2 separate regions of the Anas platyrhynchos genome follow, and region 2 is linked to region 1. A link is a contact called in public Hi-C data. All regions are on one chromosome and are shown on one strand. Each heading gives the region's core, a stretch centred on a gene start, on an enhancer-like site or on the middle of the called end of the contact. The rest is flanking DNA. Distances are from core to core; before and after follow the strand shown. Region 1 overlaps NBN (nibrin). Region 2 overlaps LOC113842885 (a long non-coding RNA gene).

What was found. Hi-C and Micro-C count contacts between places; a contact is called where the count stands out from the background.
Region 2: a contact with region 1 is called in a Hi-C map of skeletal muscle, with 5 times the contacts expected there. The contact joins two enhancer-like sites. A contact is called at or near these places in 3 of 8 Hi-C or Micro-C datasets (F1 follicle, skeletal muscle and subcutaneous adipose tissue).

The regions. Positions count from the first base shown.
Region 1 is chr2:26,138,457-26,142,611 of IASCAAS_PekinDuck_T2T, reverse strand. NBN (nibrin) reads right to left here. Exons shown (of 17, transcript XR_011807426.1): 17 at 1,784-2,847. OSGIN2 (oxidative stress induced growth inhibitor family member 2) reads left to right here. Exons shown (of 7, transcript XR_011807427.1): 7 at 1-1,655. Among named protein-coding and RNA genes, the nearest start is that of OSGIN2, 20 kb to the left of the region's middle. Within about 2 kb of position 2,086, at least 1 of the 8 cell types and tissues checked has an H3K27ac peak or open chromatin away from gene starts, as enhancers often do.
Region 2 is chr2:26,248,667-26,252,821 of IASCAAS_PekinDuck_T2T, reverse strand. It overlaps LOC113842885 (a long non-coding RNA gene), which reads right to left. Exons shown (of 3, transcript XR_003495758.3): 3 at 2,384-3,875. Among named protein-coding and RNA genes, the nearest start is that of RIPK2, 4.7 kb to the right of the region's middle. Within about 2 kb of position 2,196, at least 1 of the 8 cell types and tissues checked has an H3K27ac peak or open chromatin away from gene starts, as enhancers often do.

The sequences.
Region 1 (4,155 bases), core at 837-3,336:
CTTCTGAGGGTTGCTCTGAGCAGAGGGAAGTGATTCACTTTTAATTCTAGGACCAGCTTCTATGTGAACACTGAGATGCCCTTTTCCAATAACTGATCCCGTTACCTTATATCTGCTTGGCAAAATTTGGAAAGTCAGTACTGCAACCTTGCCCGTTGTTGTTGGTTCTGGTATTCTGGTTGTCGAATTGCAGTTCTAAATGCAGAGCTAACCTTTTATGTTCTCCCACCCTTGTTTTTTTGCTCACACATGATGTATCTGGAGCTTGAGGTACTAAGTAAACATTTCCATGTGTTGTGCCTCACTATTTCTGCTTTTGCTGAAGTATGTTTGGGTCATCCCCTTTTTCAGATGTTCAGCATAAACAACTTGTAGAGAATATCTGCTGTCAGCTTAAATATATTCTCCTTTTGAACTGTGAGCAAAACCTCAGCCTTGATTAGATGATAGCACCTACCAGAGGCATGCATGTGAAGCTTGTTTTATCTTCATGTGTGAAAACTGATGACAGATGAAAGTCTAAAGGAATAATACAGGAAGAGTTTCAGCTGAAAGAAGGCAATTACCGGTCCAGAGAAGTGGGGAACTCTTGGGGGGAGGGAACTGTGGAGAGGCAAAGGTGTTCAGAGTGCTGTTGTGTTCAGAAAGGGGGAAGAGAAGTTCTTGTATGGATCTGGTGCTGTAGCTGATGCTTGAGGGAGATTACAATGGTCAAAACTAGGGCAGAAGGATGCGAGCAGAGTGCTGAAGCAAGTGGCAGGGCAAGTTGCTGGTTGGGGAGACTGGGAAATGGTTGGCAAAAATCAGATTTACCTCACTAGTATGTGGTCATGAAAGACTTGTACAAAGAGGAGTGAGGAATACAGTGGTCGGGCAGCTGATGCAGGTTTCGCCACGTTTGGATTAGGTTCGAAGACAGCAGCACAAACAGGGTGCAGTCAGAAGTAGCCAAACACTGGAGTGGCCAAATGTGGTTGTGGGTAGATTCAGGAACTTGAGTGGAGCAAGAGAAGGGGAAGTTGTATGGGAGGGAAAGTGATGGGGAAGAGACAGTTTAATCATCAAGCACAAAAAGCTTTCTTTACAGAACGGATTGATGCTAGGAGATCTGGGTGGGGGTAGATCTTATAACTGATGTACCAGGTGAAGTTGGTGTAGAGGCTTCTACATGTGGAACGTGGTGAAGGACTGGAGGTCAGCAGACAGGACACTGAAGCTGATGACAAATGCTTTTTTAGATTATAGGAATTAGTGCAATGACACAGGAGAGGCCAGCCCTGCCACCCACCCTGCTGCACCAGCCCTGAGAGAAGACTCTAGTTAAAGTGTACAATGAAAGCTGGGAGGATTCTCATGGGTGTGAGAGGTCAAAAATAGAGCATAATCTTCAGCAGTGAGAAGGAAAATATGTTGGTAGTCCTGTAAAAGAAAAAAAATACCATAGCTTCCCCAGCTGATGGGGGAAAGACAGGAAGTCAGCTGAAACTGATGCAAGCTAAAGCTGAGGATGGTGTTTCTGTACAGAAACAGCATCTGTCCTCTCTTCCAGTGGTGCATGAAGTAATCCAACCTGCTTGAAACTGTGTTCAGCTAAGCTGATGGATGCAAGACTGTACTTTAAAAGCCTTGCTAATAAAAAGTATATTTAGTTTGTATATTGTGTGCATCTCCTTCCTGAGAGCAGCATGAACAAAAATAATACATGGTAATAAAAAAAAAAAAAGCAGTCCCCACACAGCCTCAATGTTTGTTACACAGAAATACAAGAAACAAGATCTGCAGATAAAGCTTCTGCTTAGATTTATTTTTAGATAAAGAACAGCCTTTTGTCAAAAAGATGTGGGTGTACTTGCACACTGTGGTTTGAAGTAGATTAGAGAAACCTTAGATGTCTGAGTTACTGAACTTTTGTTTTAATCTTCTAAAGAAAGTCAACACCATACAACTTCCTTAAGCAGTGCGGTGAGCTGACTGTTGAAACCACGGGGCACACAAATACAAAGCAGGCAGCAGCAACTCTGAACTGCAGACTACTCAGTAAATGTGTAGTGTTCAGAAGTCACTCTGTACATAGATGTCATGCAGGGAAATAAAGGAAATGTGTGCAAGGGAAGGACCTCTCCAAGGAGAGACCAGCAGCCGCTAGGGAGCAGTAGCTTCTAATGTCAAGGGAAGAAATGAGGAATAGTCCCATGACTGCCTTCCCAGTACAAAAGCAGTTTCACAGCTGTCTGTGAAAGACTGAAAGAAACTGGATGTTGGAAATGTTGGCACAAAAGGAGACATTTCAAGATTTATGAAGACCCAGGTGCTCATGAAGTCATAGAATGGCTGGGGTTGGAAGGAACCTCAAAGACCACTTAGTTCCACCCTCCCTGCCATGGGCAGGGATGCCACCCCCTAGTTCACCAGATGATGTCTGGGTCTGGTGGTCTTCTGTCACTAAATAACTGAAAATGAATATAAAAACTGCTGATTCATCTCTCTGGGGAATTGGATTTGAAGAGTATAATGTATGAGTGGTCACAGGTATGCCCCGGGGTGGTTTGAACTCCAGCAAAATACAATGCAAATTGCAAAGGTCTTAGTTTTTACAGGGTCATGTACATCATATGTTTCAAGCATTTCTCAGATGAAATGTTCTGCCTTTTTTAAAAAAAAAAAAAAAAAAAAGATAGTAAATAATCATTCTGAAGGATCTTCTCCGTTGATATTCTGCTGAGCTCTTTGCTTGAGTTGAGTAACAACTATCAAAAATGTTATTCTCAGCAGTCTGCAATGGCTGTCTGTCGGAGCAGTGGGTTTTCACAGGAAAACACAGAGGTTCTGATGGTACAAAAACTCACCCTGAAAGTACAGCAAACAGCAGTAAGTACAGCTCCAGTCCTCCAGGAACTACCTCAACAGCTGAAGAACAGTCTTTATAAAGGTGGTGGGTGGACAGAAATTGACCCTATGGTGATAAACATCACAATACCAAAACCCCCTCATTGCTGAATCCAGAATTTGTTTACCTTTGTGATTTGTGTACCATTTTGGACATCCCTGACTAAGCAGCAAGACTGTCAAGAAAAGCCTGATGAAAGACTTTTTCTGAGGACAAAGTATTTTTTGTCTGGTACCATGTAAGCGGGTTGACTTCACGATAATTGCTGTCGACATGCAGAGATTTCAAGATTCTGTTCCTCAAATTGACACGACATAGTGGCTTCAAATAGCCCAGCTCACCTCGTCAAGATGGGATAATTAACATAATTTCCCATAGCAACGTCATTCAATTGGCTTCTCTGCCACTCCTAGATCTGGATTTTACAAGTTTTTATTCTTTTATTTGCAGAGTAAACTTCTCCCCCTGCCAGAGAACCAGTTTAAAGAAGGGGAGAAGAGCTCATCCAATCCTAAACATCAGGGAAAAGTCTCTACAAACAGAGTCTTGAAAAAAATGTCTTGATTAGTCAAGAAAACAAAACAATTAAGGAGTTATGACCAAGTTCATGGCAATGGTGGCCATGGCCATTGGATGTAAACGAACAGGACCTTGCATTTATCAGTTAGTCCTGGGTGGACATCCAATTCCCTGAACCACTAAGTTTAATTGTGTTTTTCTCTTTGGACTCCTGGAACCCACCAAATCCAGTCTGTCCCCCTCTCACTTGAGACTCAATGCAAATGAACACAAGTTACAGTGTTATGAGATGACATTATATCTAAACTTACACTTCAGGAGCACAGAAGGCTGCTTTTCATGTAATACTAAAGGAAAAGTACACAAACTCTCACAAGTTGATGACTGTCATCATGTAGCTTTTAGACTTTCGTAACACAAATTGTTCCTCAATAGCCATTTTCAAACACAGCTCTGTCCTTATTTGCAAAGGAAAGGAAATAAGCAGAAACTATACTTGCCTCTCTCCTTTCTCTAAAGGAAATACACTGCTTGTTGCTATTGCAAAATTTTTCTGCGTTTTTAAGACCATTTCTAGTCTAGCTGTAGGCTGTTCAAACAAATATTGGTGACTGACAATGGGACAAAACCCACTGAGTTTTAAAAACAAATATTTGTTCCAGTATCTGCCATCACATAGAATTGGTGGTTAGCTAGAAATAAATTTGTTACCAACTTCAAAAATGGGAAGAAGTTGGAGCTTATTAACA
Region 2 (4,155 bases), core at 947-3,446, 110 kb before region 1:
AACAGGAAAAGAGGGCCATGTGTTTATGCCTGAAAACCAAGGAAATGATTAATACAGTTGATTCACTTTTCCTTACTATAAATTCCTCAGCATAATGGCACATAGGTATCATTTCTAAAAGCCATAGACCTTCAGTAAAATAGTCATCAGGAATCACCTGCTCTTAAATGAACGAGAATGATCTGCACCTACTAACAAGATGACTAAGGCTTGGATTATCGGGGAATGCTGAGGAATGTTGTAGTCAACAAACATCAGAGATTTTATGTCTCAAGACAAGGAAAGGCAAGGAGAAAAAGAGAAAAGAGAAAAAGGAAAAGAAAAAAGGAGAAGAAGAGAAGATTGTTAGCATAACCATTAGCTTTATATAAGTAAAATAACATTTCATTAAGTGAAAAAGTACATATTGGAAATATGAAAAAGGACAATAAGTGATAAAGGGCATATTGGAAATGGTTCAGAATCATAGAATTTGGACAAGATTTGAACATGCTCAAAGCCTGAAGGGTTTCAAACCTGGAGCTGGGAATGGGGGTGGATGCTTCCATTAAGAATTCGGTCTTGTACAGCACTAAACATGCTCAATTCTAATTTTAGCTACCAATAAGCTGCATCTTAATTTGATTTCAAGGTGCATAGGTGCATTTTCAAATAAACATAATTTTTTACCCTTATTGAAGGGCCAACACAGAATGTAAACAAAGCAAATGCAAATGTTTAATATTTTCAGCCCCTACTTCACCAGCTTGTTCTACGCACCCACTTGATTTTTTGGTCTTCTCCAGTCTTGTAGTAATGAATGTTATCCTTGATGACTCTGTCATGACTGACAGCTTGACAGCTATTTGGAGAGAACTGTAGCTTCCCAAGTGGCAAGACAAAGCTCCAGCAGATTATGTACTTCTGGAAACTGTAATTACCGACCTGGGAGATTTTTGGCACTCTACAGTGTTTTGCATGAAGTTTCCAGCACTTGTGTAATAGTTTGGATTTTAAATGAGAGAAAAGGAGGAAAAAAGACACAAATTTTGTTCCAAGGAATTGCTGAAAGTAATTTTTCCAGTTTGCTATTGGCTTATATCATTATTAATTTTTAGCCACCTTCTGTGTGAAACATCAAGAACACTGGCATTTGAGACTGAAAATCATAATAAAGGTTAAAACCCAGAGGCAGAGGGGCAGAAGTTGAAGCATTTGAGGATATACACCACCTAAGTAACAATCATAGCATGATCCTGAATGTAGGAGACCAGATTAGCATAGATTACTTGTGTTAGTAAATTCAGAGTTGTCAAGGAATGCTCCCAGGCACTCAGACTGCTGTCAGAAGATTGATCTATTACAATAATCCCTTGTGGCTCACTAGAAATACCATTCTCCTAAGCAATACCAATGCTTCAGGTGTTAGAGACAGGAACTGTTCTTAATAGACATTTTTGGTGCAGGTTCTCTTTTGGATGTGTGAAAGTCATCCCACACGAGCTGGCCTTGGCGTTAAGAAATGGTCCAGGGCACGTTCCATTTATTAGCATGGGTGCAGTTATGAGGAGACCTGGGCTCCATTTGGCCTCGGAGAATCCAACACAGCACATGTTGAAAAGGCTTCAGAGAAGGAATTACCACAGTGTTACTGTCTAGGAAGAGGGCTGGCATCATAAAATTGGACAGATCCCACAAGCAACAGGAGAAAAAGGAAGTCTAGGTGATAATAGCAAAATAAACAAACAAAACAACAAAATGATTCAAGAGTGGGGTGGCTTTTTCAAACTATTAGTGCCGAAAAGAAATACCATTTGTCTTCAAGTCTCCTGAGTTTATCCTGACATTATACCTGGGACTTGTCATCACCATATGGGCACCACCACAGCTGGAACACAGCATGGAAATAATGGGTGACTCAGAACTATTGTTCTCCCAAGGGCTCCCTCCCTCCAAACTGCTAAGAAAAGCTCAGAGCAGCTCTGCCCCTTTGCTCAGTCAGCTAGGTAGTATCGACATGTTGCAATAGCTGGGTACATGTACTTTCATGCAGATCTCTTCATGTAAAATTGTGTAAACAATCACCTAAAACAATATGCAATAGCTTCCAAAAGAATTCAGATGTTCTGCCATTCAGGCACAGCCCAGCTTATGCCTGGCACGTGCTAGCAAGGAGGAGTGAAGGCTGGTCTGAAACCACAGAGGCGATTGCAAAAGGTATGGGCTTCCACGGTGCTCCCCTGTTGTCACACTCATTAAAAACAGATCTGTGCATGTGTACCACTATATTGCCAGGGTGACAGCAGGCAAAGCGATCCCAGCCAGAAACTGAACACACAACATTTTGTTTTGGAAGATATCAGGACTGGAAACATTTTATCTCATTGATAAGAACAAGCACAGCTGAAGAAGTCAATACCAAACTCCTTTATTCCTTGTATGTGGGTAGTACAAAACATACCGAAATATTTTGAAGAGAAAATACTCCTTAAACAAACCTATTATAAAACAAATATACATTCTCTTTTCATTTAAAAGCCTGTTAAATAAGCATTCTCTTTTTATTTAAAGGCTGTAAACACCACAAAAAGCAAGGACAAAGATTCCGATATTACTGAATGAAAACGCATTTTCTGAAACATAATCCTTTATTCAACCCTAAATATACATATAAAATTCAGAACCTGTGAGTAGATAAGAGAAAAATAGCATCTGTTTCTCAAGTGTTTCTGACTATTTAATAGGTAATGAGGTCTGTCATGCTTAAGTCCAATAGCCAAAAGTTTAACGAGCAATATAATGGCAAAGTACAGAAGTCCATGTTCTGACTACTGCCACGCTTCTCTGTTACTTCATATGCTCATCTAAATAGTTTTATCTAAGTGATACAGATTAGTGTACTTAAGATTAGCATTTTCCTGTCCTCAGGTGAGTCATATGCAATACATCATGATAATGGATATTAAATGTTAACATGTTCACAGAAAATTGCATTAGTGACCCGAGTAAGTGTTTAATTATCTTCATAAGACATAGTCATTTCTGCTACATGATTTTAATCATTTACCACTTACTTTTTTTACTACCTTGCTAAAAATACAGCAGCTTGCTATACACATCTCCCCAGACTTTGTGGGCCAGATAACAAGTCCATTTTACTGGGCCTGCCATTTTAAATCCTGCCATAAAATCCTACTTGCAAAGACCCTGCCACTTAAATCCTGCCATTATCCTACTTGCAAAGTACCTGTAAATACCACCACCAAAAAAAAGTAGTAATTAAAAAACAAAAACAACAACAACAAAAATGAGAAGTTCGATACTTCTTAAATCATGACAACGAATTTTTTTTTTATTACAACACTAATCAAGGTATAAGGAAAAATACAATAAAATACCCTGTTTGTTCTGGATCTTCACTTATCTCACTATCTGTGTGGAAATTCCCATGTGAAGAAGCAAGGCAGACCACAGACTTCTTCAGAATGCAAATGATCAGTGGGAATTCTCACAAATATTCAGCAAGTTAAAAGCTCAAGGAAGAAACCAAGAGGCAGCTGCTTCTTTGCTCCATGGCCTAAATACTCTATCATTTAGAAACAGTATTTAACAAAAGCGTCAGTTTTATCCAAAAGCTGATCTACCCTGAGAAGCCCACATGAAGAGGTATCCTGTCTATAGGCACAGTGAAGGATTTTGAGACTTCTCTTTTAGTATCACTGAGCACCTTTTCATTATTATGTCCATTAGATAACAAGCAATGGGAAAGGCAGAGCTTGCTGCACCAGGTCATTTATCACCTGACACAATGAGACAGATGGTGAATTACGGATTACGTCACCTCCTCATTCAAATGTGGCAGCAGCACTGACAGAAACAGTGTAGACTTAATTAGGCTAAAAAAAAAAAAAAAAAAAGGTTATTGCATTATTGCATAAATAATGTATTAAAAGGTTATTATCATATATACTAGCAGTTGTTTTTATTAGCAGTTGTTTTATTATTTATGCATCTTCTCTATTGCCAACTGCACATTTTCAAATCACAGCTTAATGGGCTTGTGTTTGCTAAGGGCCTCTGCAATAACAAGCAAAGCTGTTCTGACAGCCAGCCCCAGGAACTGGAGTAAAGCACCAACCTACTTTTCCTCCCCAGTCCCATGCTCAAGACCTAAAT